Linked DNA regions of Mus musculus: regions 1, 2 and 4 are each linked to region 3. A link is a contact called in public HiChIP or PLAC-seq and promoter capture Hi-C data. All regions are on one chromosome and are shown on one strand. Each heading gives the region's core, a stretch centred on a gene start, on an enhancer-like site or on the middle of the called end of the contact. The rest is flanking DNA. Distances are from core to core; before and after follow the strand shown. Region 1 holds the start of Sez6l (seizure related 6 homolog like). Region 2 holds the start of Ung (uracil DNA glycosylase). Region 3 holds the start of Tmem211 (transmembrane protein 211). Region 4 holds the start of Cryba4 (crystallin, beta A4).

Region 1 (3,238 bases), core at 224-2,723, 650 kb after region 3:
TTATCACTTCCTGGCTGAGTGGCTTTGGTGAGGTTGACCCTCTGAGGGCATCCAGGGGAGATATCGATCACTTCTACCACTGCCGATCATTATGACTTTAAAACAGAGACCACACCAGAGTCCGGTGAGCCATGGGTGTTTACAAGCCTTTCTATCCTCATCTCCAAGGAGGAAGCCGGCACTTGTGTCTCTCCTCCATGTTTCTGTATTCCTGCTTTATGCTTCTATTCCTCAGGGGTTACTGGATGGCCTGCTGCTAGCCCTCTAGAGGAGGACCCAGGTCTTCTGCATGTCCTTCTCAAATCCCCACTTCCTGAGACCTGATATGAACTGGGGGTCTCTCCATCACCTGATAATCTGAGCTTCAAGCAAAGAGCATCCCAAGAGTAAATGAGTGACAGGGGCATTTGGAACCAGGACCAGAATAGTCCTCCTTCGCTCCTCCCACCTCCAATGCTCCCCTCCCCTACGTTGTTTTCAGAGATTCCCAGTCTCTCCACTCTGCTAAAGACATCCCCCCCCCCACCCCCAATTGCTACAACCTTCTTTCCATCTGCTCCCTGCTTGAGCGGAGTGGCAAGGTGGAGTGGGGGAGGGGAGGGCTTCTAACTTGGGGTGAGGGGCCTGGGAAGCCAGCTGGGGCTGTGAGACTCAGCAGAACAAGGAGAGCTGTCTCCCTTGGTGTGAGGTATCTTCCAGTTGGCCCTTGGCCAATGCCTGGCTATAAGTGGCTTCTTGTCTTCCTCACCCACTGCGCCCCGTCTCCTCTGTTTGTGGAAGAAAGACACGCTGCTAGAGAATCTCAACTGGACAGAGGCCGCCAGAGGATGGGCCTGGAACCAAAGCTTCCACTGGCGGGGGAGGGAAACGGGGCTTCGGCTCTGGAAGCCTGGCGGATCTGCAGAGCGCTGTTGAGAGTGCTAATGTAGCTGAAATCATAACATGGACCCAGGAGTCTGTGGCTGGGCGTTTCCAGGGTGAAGAACCACTTGGTATCAGACAGAGGATCCTGTGGTCCTGTGCATTGGTCCAACAATGTCCCTGGATGCAGTCGGTGTGGCTTCCTAGGTCACTGGGACTCTCTGTGGAAGCACCAATGCATTTGGCGGATAGGGGAGGGAAAGGTGGATGCGGGTGGGGACCTCAGGGGCCAGAGAGGGCTGTATAGTGGGGATACAGGTCAGGCTGTTCGCCGACTGGGTTCGCAAGGACACATCGGGCGCTCTTCCGCCTCGTCTGACCGTCCCAGCATCCGCAAAAAGAGTAGGGACCCTGAGCCCACCCGGGACCGGGCGATATCACTAACTTCTCAGGGCCTAAGGGCCAGGCTGCCCCCGGAACGGCCCTCGGCCGCCTCCTCGCGCTCACTTCCCTCGCTCGCTCGCTGGTTCGCTCTCTCTCTCTCTCCTGCTCCCTCTCTCGCTCGGGCACCAGCCCCCGCCCTCCGCTCGCTCGCCGCCCGCGGCTCCTCCTCACTCGTCCGTCGCCCGCGCCCGGTGCAGCTCGGCCAGAGCCACGGCGAGCTGCGCGTCCGCCAGGAGCCGCTGCCCTGATCCTACTGCCCAGATCCCTCTGCCTGGATCCCATTGCCTGAACCCCGCTGCACCAATCCCTCTGTCTGTCTGGACCTCGGTCTGGGATCCGGCTGCTTGGAGCCTTCTGTCCATCTCTCTCTCTCTCCCTGGATAGCACTGCCTGATTCCGGCTGCTCGAATCCTTCTGCCCGGACTCCACCGCACGGATCCCTCTGCCTGGACCGACCACACGGATCTCTCTGCGCCGACCCCAGCTCCGTAGCTACGATGCCCGTGGCACGGCCACAAGCCGCGGGACCCGACAGGATCTCTCTGTTCCTTGTCGCCTTCCTTCTGGGGAGCCCCGCGGCAGCTCAGGCGGAAGGTAAGCACCCCGAGGGCCCCGGCCCAAAGAGGGTAAAGTTGTTGCGGCTGACCCGAGCAGTCGGGGGTCTCGACTGGTCTGGGAACACACGCGCCACCCGCGGGACCGCCCGGATACCGGGCTGGGCACCTCGTCCCTGCCGGAGCGCGGAGGCGGGGACGCATCTGAAGGACTCTCGCCTTAGGCTGCGGGTCCTTCGTCGGTCTCTGGGCTCCCGTTTGCAGTCTGGAGACGCTTCCGGGAGAAGCTCTTGGGAGTGGGGTCCTCTCCAAACCTTCAGATTCTGGAAGCTCTCTGCAACTGCACCCGGGGCTGGCTGCCAGGTTATTCTGCCAGGCTCTGTGGAAGAGGATAGGTATAGGAAGCGGACAGCTGACTGCCTGTCTCCAGAACCAGACTCCCTCCCATCCCACCATCCCACGCTGTCTCGGACTATCCGGAGGGGCTGTCTCCTGGATAGGTCCCAGCCAGGTGTCAGGAAATTGGACTTGGGTGTGGCTTCTTCGGATGGAGGAGAGCTCAAGGCTCCCAGAACTTGGTGAGAAGAGAGATATTAGAACCCCAGGGGCTTGGCCCCCTTTATCCCTCTACAGCTTCATCGATATTAGGAGTGAAGAGAGGGTGCTGGTGAAACCCACGTGCTTGCTGCTTAGGAAGGGAAGGGGGTCTGAGTTTATGGAGATTGTCGAGATTGTCGGTTCCTTCACCTGCCTGGAGTCACACCTTTGCTCCACCCTGCTAGGGTCCCAGGAAGTTACAGTGAGATGCTGAGGTGAAGAGAAGAGGGAGGCAAATAACTCACCCAAAGCTGATCCCACCCCCAGCCACCAGAGCTAAAGACACCAGGAGAGCCCACGGTGTCAGCTATTGGGGTTGGATCACTTAACCTCTCATTCTCTTGGCAAGGTGTGACTCTTGTTTCCTCCCGTGGTAACTTACAAAACAAAGCTTGGAGCCTGCCTGAGCTGACCACAGCATGGAGCGCTTACCCCACTCCCCAGCACCCCCGTCCATCTGGAGTTCTGTATAATTGAGGTTTTCTTGATGATCTGGAGTTCTGAGGACAGAGAAGCATTGCCGCTTCGCCGCGGGGAATTCTGGGCCCCTGAGTTCAGCACCAGAGGCCCCGGACAGCTCTCAGCTCCAGGCCCTAGCTCTGGGTCCCATCACTTCGTTGTGGCCTGGAGTACCCTCAGCATACATCAGACATTATATCCCCAATCTCTTGGACCCAGAAATGGGAGCGATGGGCATGATTTGCCTCCTCTATTTAACAAAACATGTCATTGAGAACACCCCCTCCCCTTGTGAGACAGTGGTATTTCCAATTTACACCAGG
Region 2 (3,416 bases), core at 112-2,611, 900 kb before region 3:
CTAGCACTAACTATAACAAGGGAATAATAATAATAAGCAAGCACACAAGCAAATGTATACATGCATTTTCTTTGTTTGGTTAAAAGACTAAACAGCTGGACACACACACAGCTTTCTACCCGGAACACAACCAAACCCGGCACCTTCCATGTCTACCATCACACACTCACTACGAAACAGCCCGTGGCTTAACTGAAACACTGTTAGATTCCTCTCTAGCCAGACCCCAGCTCCACTCACATCTCGGATGTCGCACATCTGGGTCCATGTGAACACCTGCTCCGGGGGCGGATAGACCTTGTGGTGGTTCCTTTCTTCAGCAACAAATCCCATTAGCTGGTTTAAAAGATAAAAGGAGGTTTAAAAGCCCATTCTTACCAGAAACTAAGAATTAGGATTGAAAACCTATTTTATAAAAGGTGTTTGAAACCTCGTCTATTTGTGTGTGTGCGCGCATGATTTAAACCCAAACTTTTTTTAAAAAAACAATTGAAGCCAGCATAGCACCCTTTCCCCTCTTGGGCTGGACTATTTTCATTTCACAGTAACTCCGCCCCCTCTTCTTTTTAAAAGACAGGGCCTCCCATAGCACAGAATCTGAGGTTGGCCTTCACCTCCAGCCCCCCAGCTCTCAAGGGTTGAGATTACAGCCTAAGGCCTCGATCGTCTTTCCTGACTTCTAATAAAAGACCAAAGGTCATTTCATTCACTCTTGTTCACTACCCCAGGGTTTGTTGGCTTTGGGGTAAACCAGGTGGCTTACAAAAAGCCACGAAGGCAGCTGGCGCCCAGCCCGCCAACCTGATTTAACCTCCGGACCCACGTGATAGTGAGATATTTCCCCAAGTTGTCCTGTGACTTCTATGCGCCCTCCTCCACGTAAAACGAAGCCACGACGCCACCTTCCTGCCCTTCATGTAACCCAGACACACCGGCATCGTTGTCAAGTGTGGCACGGAAAGGGAGGGGACGGGGGAGGCTGGCTGGACCCGAGCCCACCGACCTTGACGAAGTACGGCTTCCCGAACTCCCCGCACAGCTGCTGCTTCCAGCTCTCGCCGAAGCCGGCAGGCACGTTGCGGGCGGCGAGCCTGAGCAGCGCCGCGGCCTTGTTCCTCTGGATGCGGACGAGCTGCTCGGCGCTGAGCGGCGAGCCTTGCTCGTTCTGCTCCACCCGGGCCTTCTTGGCGGGGCTGGCCTGCCGGGAGTCAGAGTCGGGGTTGGGAGTCAGGCTCCGGAGCCCCGCTCTCCGCGCCAACCGCAAAGACCGCCGCCCCAAGACGCCCATGGTCCAGCCGAGCAGGGGACCCGCTGCACCCGTCTGCGCTCCCACGCAGGCTTTTCGCGGCAAAACACCTCCCGCCCCTTGCCGCTTCTGATTGGACTATACAAGGGCAGGGTGGGCACGCTGCACACCGATTGACTCTGAGGCGGCCGAGCTCCGTCCCCATTGGTAGATGTCTCGGCATGGCGGCCGTGGACGCGCGCGGTTGTTTTGGACCTCTAAGGTGTCCCAGTCTGGCTGATAAACGGGGTGCGCGGCTCTCCTGCCCGGGACCCGCAGCACCGCAGTCTCGCGCTGCCTGGTGCTGCCCCGCGCGCCTCACCCAAGACCTTCCACGTGGGCTTTTCGCGGCAAAACAGCTCCCGCCCCTTGCCGCTTTTGATTGGACCACGCGAGGAGCAGGGCGGGCACGCTGCACACTGATTGGCTCTGCGGCGACCGTGCCCCATCCCTATTGGCTAGTGCCTCGGCGTGGCGGCGGCCGACAGCGCGCGGCTGTGTTGAACCCCTAAGGTGTCCCAGTCTGTCCGAGCAAGCGGCGTGCGTGGCGCTCCTGCCCGGGACCCCGCCGTACCCCCGCGTCCCGCGCTACCCCGCTCGTCTCACCACGGCATCGCCGCCGATCTCGGCCGCCACTCCGCTCCCTGGGACCGGCTCCGGGCTGCGCGTGGTCCGCTTCCCTGTGGGGGTCGGAGAGAAGAAAGAGTATAGGGTCTTCTGGCCGATCATGCCTGCGCCGAGCACGGACCTCCGGGACTCCTGCAGCCGTGCTCACGGTAGGCGCGCTGCCACCTGCGCGGGCTCCCGTTGGGGGCGGGGAGGCTGGCTGGGCAGGGGTCGGTGAGGCCCAGCGCGCATGTGTGGGAGGGGCTGAGGCCCCGCCCCCGGGTGGGTGGGGCTTAGGAGGTAGGGGGAGCCTGCTGCTTACCTACCTACCTGTCCTAGCTCTAAAGCGGGGCTTTCTCCAAGTCTTACTGATGTAAAGATTGAAGGCCTTTAACCCCGAAATGTTCCACTTCCCCAGATACACCTCCCTCCCTCCTTTTCAGTCCCCTTTGGGGATTGAACTCAGGGCCTTTGTGCATCCTGAGCAACCGCTTGACCACTGAGCCATACACCCCCTTGTACTTTTTACCTCCCACACTCACGTCAGACATACATTCAGTTGTGCAGCTTTCAGTTATATCCTTCCCTCTAATATAACAATCCCAGCTACTCTTTTCTACTGAGTGATCTTTTGCAGGTGTAATTTATTTATTTATTTTTTTTATTTTTTTTTTTTTTTTGGTTTTTCAAGACAGAGTTTCTCTGTATAGCCCTGGCTGTCCTGGAACTCTCTGTAGACCCGGCTGGCCTTGGATTCAGAAATCCGCCTGCCTCTGCCTCCCAAGTGCTGGGATTAAAGGCGTGTGCCACTGCAAGTGTAATTTAAACCTCGACCGACCGCTGCCCTGGAAAAACCCTCCTATGCCGCCGTGTGTCACAGAGTGGTGACACACCCTGTGAGCCCAGCATCTGGGAGGTGGAGGCAAGAGGATCAGGAGCACAAGGCTTGGCTACACAAGCTGTTAGGGGCTAGTCTGGGCTACAGCCTCCCAATCTGAACTGACTAGACTCCCAATTTAGCAGTTCTCCAGGCGGTTTGCCTTTCCGCAGCGTCCCGCTAAAATCTTCGCATGCTATGTTATTTTGTCCCTTACCTGGAAAGCTTCAATGCTGGCTTAGGATTCTTCCCTGTAAGATCCTCTTCCCCATCCCCCCCTACTCCCTAGCCTGTCACCCTGCTCACAACTTCCATATTGTACAAAGAAATCTTGTTTATCACATTGCCCCTTTTTTGTTTTCATCTCCAAAATACAACGTGGATAAGACAGGACCTGCTGTGCCCTGCTGGTGTGTGACAGCAGAGAGCACCGTGTGCTCCCATAGGCAGCACTTTAGAGAGATATAACACGTTCCCTCTGGTCGAGGACCAGGGCGTTTTCTCAATGAAGTAAACTCAGCATTCACAGAAAAGTTTGAGCTTGAATATTTATGGTGATTTTTTTTTCTTCTGTGCCACCAGGAGCAAGAAATGACTGTCACAGGTCTTTCCATACCAGCAATGGAAGGAGAAAAACGGTACAAATGT
Region 3 (3,488 bases), core at 149-2,648:
AGGCCAGCACATGCAGGGCACATCAGCAGAAGCAGAGAGGCCTCTCGGGTGGTTGGAATACAGAGTGATGGGGTGGTGGAGCCCCAGCATGGACAAACAGTGGTCAAGCTGTGCAGCAACCATGGAGGTGAAAGTCAACCTGACCAGATTTGCTGAAGGTATGAGAGGGAGTGTGTGTGTGTGTGTGTGTGTGTGTGTGTGTGTGTGTGTGTGAGATATCCCCAGGGCTTTTGGCCTGGAGTCTGGACCTGAGTGATAAGAGCTGGATCAGAGAAAGCAGTGGCTGAACAGGAGGCTGTGGCACTGAACCATGTGCATGGCAGATAGATGATCAATAGATGAGAGATAGATAGATAGATAGATAGATGAGAGATAGATAGATGAGAGATAGATAGATGAGAGATACATGAGAGATAGAGGGATGATAGATAGATAATTGATAGATGATAGATAAATTGATTGATAGATGATAGATAGGTAGATGGATGATAGATAGATTAATTGATAGATGATAGGTAGGTAGATAGATGATAGATAGGTAGATAGATGATAGATGGATGATAAATTAATTGATAGATGTTAGGTAGATAGATGATAGATAGATAAATAGATACATAGATGATAGATAAATTGATTGATAGATGATAGATGATCGATAGATGATAGATGATAAATACATAGATAGATAGATGATAGATAGATAGATGATATACAGACAGACAGACAGACAAATAGACAGATAGGGGATAGATACATAGAGACAGAGATGGCCAGGCTGCCCAGGCGAGACCTGAGGTCCTTCAACACATGGTCTCTTTCACTAGTATATGCCTCAACCAGGCCTGCTGGCTCTGTCACCTGGGACAAACAATACAATGGCTCAAAGCCTCTGTTTCCCCAACTACAAGATCCCTGGCCTACAACAGGGCTGCTTGACGTTTGGAGGGATGGGTTCCTTTGAACATATGATTTTTAAACTGTGGCTGTGTTCCACATTCAAGCTTCAAACCACACAGAGACACGAGCACACGACAGTGTGTGGTTCTAGGGCTCCCAGGGCCCCTAAGCAGTGCCTGAGGCCAGCCCGGCTCCTCCCCTGATATTCCCTCATCACTTTGGGTCAGGCTTCTTCAAGGTTACCTCTACAATGTGACCTCCCCTCATCCAGCTCTGGCTTAGAAGCTCTGGCCTGGAATGTAAATCTGTGAGCTTTAAAAAGGTGTCTTCCCCTTTAAAGGTCACATTCAGGTGGGTAAGCAGAGCAGGGTCACGTGAGGCGCTGGTCCGAGAAGAGTGTGTACTCACCCGTGCAAGGTTTCCTTCCTGAAATCAATAGCTATTCACTCTGGGCTGACGGATGGGCTGGACTGAGAGGGCAACTCCAGTCTCAAATAGGATGGGAGGAGGGGATGGTTTCCTGGGTAGGAGAAGGCACCGCTAGGGGTCCCAGAGCTACTATTAAATACTGGGGTCCAAACTGGGTATCCAAGCGTCCACCCCGAGTCTCACTGGCTTCATAGGAAGCCAGTGCTGCAGGATGCGCCAGCAGAGGGCGCGCTCACTCCACCTTCTTTCCGTGGGCTAATTCCCATGGCTTCTAGCTGAGGCTTGGCCAGCTTCACCGAGCATTTCCTGTAATTGTTCCCTTCCCTTCCCTTTCTCCAAGTCTGTCTTCCCTCGCTCCTGTTGGACTGGGATCACCTTCCCAAAGACGCCCGAACACGCCCAAGTTTGCCTGGGGCTCTGTTTGCCAGACCGAGCTTCCTGCTATGTGAATGAGTTCCAGCTCCCTCCTCTGCGGGTGAGGGCTGGAGAGACATCACCTCTTGAAGGGTTGTGGCCCTCGAAGCAGAATCCCCTGGATTGGTACCCCGCTAGTTTCACTAGTATCATCTCTACTGGGGAACTCGGGGTCTCCTTTGTGGATTATCTGTCGCCCGGTAAATTTAGAAGGAAACTCTTTAGAGGAGTTTGAGAGAAAGCAGGTCAGGTGGGCTGGAGGGAGTAGCTGCCTGTAGGAGGGGGGTGGAGAGTCAGAGCTGGTCAGTTACAGGTCAGGAAAGCAGGAACAGGAGCTGGGGATGCCTGGAGCATCCATTTACCTCCAGGAGCAGGCTTCCAGGTAGGAATCCAGACAGCGGGCAGGCTCATCCAGGAGGATCTGAGCCGCAGCATGCCTGGGTGCAGTTTGGGTTATATGAGCGTGCATCTCATTAAAGGCACAGTTATTTTTCCCATCTTCGCTTAATTGTATTCTGAGCACCGTCTCACTTAGCCCAGGCATACCTTGACTTCTCTTTGACGCCGCGGATAACCCACTGCCTCCACCCTACCATGCAGCCCTGCAGCATCCCAGATGGGATCGAACCCAGGGCTGGTAACCGCTGTCCAGTGAGCCACAGACCCCTACTCTCCGCCTCAACCCCCCTCCCCGCCCCCTGCGCGCCATCATCCAACGCGTCTTCGGGTTCTGTTTTCCTACTCAGGTGATTGGCAGAGCAAGTGAGACATCGCGAGAGGATAATGGTGTCCCTGCTGTCTCAGAACCATAATTTAGATTGCGTCTCTTCCCGGCTTGGAGGTATGATTCAGGTCCCTGTCCTTTTGCCCAAAACCCCTAAAAGAATAAATTTCAATTAATTAAAGAAGAAAAAAAAAATCCATCTTCCCCTGGGCCTCAGGAAAATCAAATCTTGAGGAGAGGCCCCGGGACACTCTCCCTTTTCTACGAAATCAGTGTGTTACCATGGAAACGGGAGGCGGAGTCCAAGGATGATTCTGAGAGGGAGGGTCTGTAATAAATAGCAAGACAAAGCAACTTAGTGGAGAAAGGCTTGTTCTGGCTTCACACTTTCCTAGGGACACAACCCATCACGGCGGGGCGGGGGGTGGGGGGAGTGTGGTGGCCAAGGAGTCGGAGTCCGGCTGGGGAAGCAAAGAGTGGACAGGAAGTAGAGCCAGGCCATGAAACCCCAAGGCCTTCCTTTCCCCCAGTGACTCACTTCCTCTCCTCTCCTTCCTAGAGCAGCGATTCTCAACTTTCCTAACTCTGCGACCCTTTAACACAGTTCCTCATGCTGTGCTGACCCCCCCACCCCACCCCGGCCATAAAATTAGTTCATTGCTACTTTCATAGCTGTAAAACTTTGCTACTGTTACGAATCATAATGCAAAAGTCTGATATGCCACATGCTCCTAAATGACCCACCTCAGGGGTCGTGACCCGCAGGTTGAGAACTGCTCTCCTAAATTTTCCTCAACCTTCCCAGACAGTGTCACCAGATAGAGATACTGGTATTCTAATGTCTGTGCCTGTGGGGGAATGGTTCACACTCGAACCACAACGGGGCCTATCCTTGGTGACCAAGAGCCCTGAATTGTGTCCTGTGATGATGCTGGCTCTAAGCGCGGTTCCTTCTTGAGGGTCAGCTCTGTTTCAGTATTTGAATCGTTACATGGTCATTGAGCTATACATAGATCAGCTGAGG
Region 4 (3,199 bases), core at 542-3,041, 970 kb after region 3:
GCCAAAGGTTTGGGGAGATGGGAACAGCTTCCCTTGCCAGGCAGCTCTTCAGATCAGCTATTTATAGACGAGAAAGTGGGGTGGCTCCTTTGTCCCCTTCTGGCCCTGTTACCCATATTTTATTTCTTTTTAATATATTGAGACAGGGTCTCATGTAGCCCAGGCTGGCCTCAAGCTCTCTACGTAGCTGAGGCTAGACTCCCTGCTTCCACATGCCAGGTGCTGGGATTACAAGTGTACACCACCACATTGCTCTGTGGACTCTGTCCCTTCCCACATCTCTCATTCCAGACTCTGTGAGCTCTTGCTTTTGGGGAACTGCCATTCATAATAATACTATATTTTATGGCTGTCCAGGATGGCAAACATGGCCAAGACCCAGGTAATTCCCTTTGTTCTTAGAACAGGTACAGGCACTCTTCATCAGGAACATATTTATCATATTTATGTTCATAGCATCCTGTGCTTTCAGGCTAACCATTAAAGTTTGTGTGTGTGAGAGAGAGAGAGAGTGAGAGTGTGTGTGAGTGTGTGAGAGTGTGTGAGAGAGTATGTGAGTGTGTGTGTGTGAGTGTGTGTGAGACTGTGTGAGTGTATGAGTGTGTGAGAGTGTGAGGGTGTGAGAGAGCATGTGTGTGTGTGTGTGTGTGTGTGCACTCACATGGAGGTCAGAAGGTCAGAGGGTAACTTTCAGGAGTCAGTTCTCCCTACTACCCTGTGGTCCTGAGGATTAAAGTCAGGCTTGGAGGTACCCCACTGAGCTTTGTCTTTTTTATTTCACAGCACAACTGAGGCTTAGAGGCATTCACTGGGAACCTGCTCAAAAGTAATTAGCCCCCAGGCACGGGATGCAGACACAGGCTACTGGCTGTGGAGACTGCACCGGTCCACCCTTCCGGTCCACCCTTCGCCACGCCCTGAACGTGAGACAACTGTTCTGACATCCCAGGAAGGAAGAGATGTTGCTATTTTCCTGGCCATCAAAGGACTCGCTCTTTATCTGGGTCACCCAGTAGCAAGGCTGAGTTTTACCACAAGCCGCTCCTGCCATGCTACCCTCTCCTGCAACAGGACCCCTCAGAGGCAGGGATCAGGGGATTCCATATGCTTTGGGTGCTTATCTGGCATGCACTGCTTTGGGAAGCATGCTAGCAAGCTGCAGCGCCCCCCCCCCCCCCGCCCCGCCCTTTGCTTCTGCATGCACAGCCCTGGATGCTTCTGCCTTGTGGAGTGCATGGGTTCTAGCCCTGACCACCACTCTCACCTCCTGAGAAGAGTTGTACTGCTGGGTATTTGTTATCCAAAGCCCTTGCTCCAGGCCCCCAGGGTTTTGCTTAGAACCGGTTACTTCCAAGCTACTGTATACATTGTTTCCACTTTTTCAAAGAGTATCCTCAAGTGAAAGTGTGACGTCCAGCTAGAAGAGGCAGGGGCAGGTGAGGTGAAGGAGGAGGGCAGGCACAGAACTCTATGATCTGGCTTCTGTCTGTCCTATCATGCAGACAGACAGAAGGACACCCACCATCAAGATGATGTTGGGTCCCTAGTCCTGGACAGGAGTCCTGTGGAACCAATGGAAATAGGCTATCTACCCCTCATATTCCCTAGTGCTGACCCTGGGCAAGCCACCAGTCCTTCCCCACTAAAGGCAGAGCTGCTGACATGTCCACTCTGGGCCTTGGCCAGGACTGGCTTTTGTTTCTATCTCTGGCTTGCTGAGTCTGTGTTTGTCCCTTGGGGCCCCTGTTCCTTTCCTGCCTATAAGAGCCCTGACCTTGTCTGGTTCTGGTTCTGACGTGTGCTCTGGGCCCTTCTTGGTAAGTATGAGAGGGAGACAGGAGTGGGGCCGAGCTCTCTGGTGGCATCATCCTACAATATCAATCTTGGGGATGTCACTGGCTAACCCTGAATGCCATCACATCCCAGGAAGTCTACAAGTGTGTCAGACTGCTGCCTGTGACTCTTAGTTAAATGCCAAGATCCCCCTCCCCTATCATTTTGTGACCTGTGTGTCCACTATGAGAGCCACGCACTAGGCTAGCACTGCACTTTGTTTTGGTGTGTGTGTGCACTCACTTGTGTGTGTGTGTGTGTGTGTGTGTGTGTGTGTGTGTGCGCATGCATGTATGTATGTATGTATGTATGTATGTATGCATGTATGTATGTGCCTGTATGTATGTGTGCATGTGTGTGAGTGTGCATGTGTGAACTTGTGTATGTGTGTGATTGTGCACATGTGCATGTGGGTGTGTGTCTGTGTGTGCATGTGTGTGATTCATCCACCTCTCTCCACTCATCTGGCACTGCAGTCCACTGTGAGCTGGGCTGGAGACAATGGCACCCAGATGTGGCTGAGATTGGTGCTGTTTGCACGTGGGTGGGGTGGGAGAAGGATCGCCCCCGTCCTGGGATACCCAGACCCATCTTGATTCTGACACTGTCCAAGTCAGCCTTCAGTCAGAGATGCTGCTGGGAACCAGATGGAAGGTGACTGTGTTCTTCTCTCTGTAGGACCGTGCCAACATGACCCTGCAGTGCACCAAGTCAGCTGGACACTGGAGGGTAGGGAGTACCCTGGGAGGGGAGGGAAGGAAGTCGACATCTAAGAACCTCTTACAACAACTTCATTGAACCCCATCATCCTGCAGGAGGGCTACTGACTGCCTTGAGCCCAAGGCTCAGACTAGGGGGCAACCTGCCTGAGGCACGCAACCCGAGTTGGTCCCCACCCTTGAGTCCTGGCACACAATCATTCTACTGTGCTTCTCTGGCCGTGCTTGGCTTTGCAAAGGGAAACTAAAATCTGGGTGTGATAGCTTATGCCTGCCCTAGCATTGGGGAAGTAAAGGCAGAAGGAAGCTCGTAGGCTCAAGGCCAGCCTGGGTCTTGCGAGATCTTGTCTCACAAAAAATAATATAGCGGAGCCACATAAAAGCCTTTGATGAAGGCTTTGGGAAATGGAAGCTCTGCTTGTTTTCTTACCTAATGACAGTCAAGGGTGGAGACAAAATTGTGCTGTCCAGGATCCCACGGTCCACCTTGCTCACCCACCTGGCCCTGGAGGCATGTGACCTCTGCTTTACCTGTTTGACTCACTCTGAGTCCAGGGTAAGATCCTCTCTGCTCGCCAAACCTTGATGTCCACAGATTCCCTCCTTCTTTCCTGCACAGATGGTGGTGTGGGATGAAGAAGGCTTCC

The links. Promoter capture Hi-C pulls out the DNA fragments that hold promoters and counts their contacts. HiChIP or PLAC-seq counts read pairs in DNA pulled down with a chosen protein or histone mark.
Region 1: a contact with region 3 is called in an H3K4me3 HiChIP or PLAC-seq map of embryonic forebrain, with 3 times the contacts expected there. The contact joins the promoter of Sez6l here to the promoter of Tmem211 in region 3. A contact is called at or near these places in 1 of 39 promoter capture datasets (cranial neural crest), 1 of 484 Hi-C or Micro-C datasets (cortical neurons), 3 of 115 datasets of contacts at active chromatin or transcription factors (embryonic forebrain, embryonic hindbrain and forebrain) and 1 of 9 other capture datasets (adipose tissue).
Region 2: a FOXA1 HiChIP or PLAC-seq map of pancreatic cancer cells shows a contact between it and region 3. The contact joins the promoter of Ung here to the promoter of Tmem211 in region 3. A contact is called at or near these places in 1 of 39 promoter capture datasets (liver) and 1 of 115 datasets of contacts at active chromatin or transcription factors (pancreatic cancer cells).
Region 4: a promoter capture Hi-C map of liver shows a contact between it and region 3, with 2.2 times the contacts expected there. The contact joins the promoter of Cryba4 here to the promoter of Tmem211 in region 3. A contact is called at or near these places in 2 of 39 promoter capture datasets (the SN4741 cell line and liver) and 1 of 115 datasets of contacts at active chromatin or transcription factors (pancreatic cancer cells).

Annotation. Positions count from the first base shown.
Region 1 is chr5:112,575,433-112,578,670 of GRCm38.p6, reverse strand. It overlaps Sez6l (seizure related 6 homolog like), which reads left to right and starts at 1,473. Exons shown (of 17, transcript NM_001253916.1): 1 at 1,473-1,899. The coding sequence starts at 1,803.
Region 2 is chr5:114,129,101-114,132,516 of GRCm38.p6, reverse strand. Ung (uracil DNA glycosylase) reads right to left here and starts at 1,361. Exons shown (of 6, transcript NM_011677.2): 1 at 1,004-1,361; 2 at 241-336. The coding sequence starts at 1,288. It also overlaps a transcript of Alkbh2 not described here.
Region 3 is chr5:113,224,819-113,228,306 of GRCm38.p6, reverse strand. It overlaps Tmem211 (transmembrane protein 211), which reads right to left and starts at 1,398. Exons shown (of 5, transcript NM_001033428.2): 1 at 1,306-1,398.
Region 4 is chr5:112,251,110-112,254,308 of GRCm38.p6, reverse strand. It overlaps Cryba4 (crystallin, beta A4), which reads left to right and starts at 1,791. Exons shown (of 6, transcript NM_021351.2): 1 at 1,791-1,817; 2 at 2,512-2,562; 3 at 3,172-3,199. The coding sequence starts at 2,524.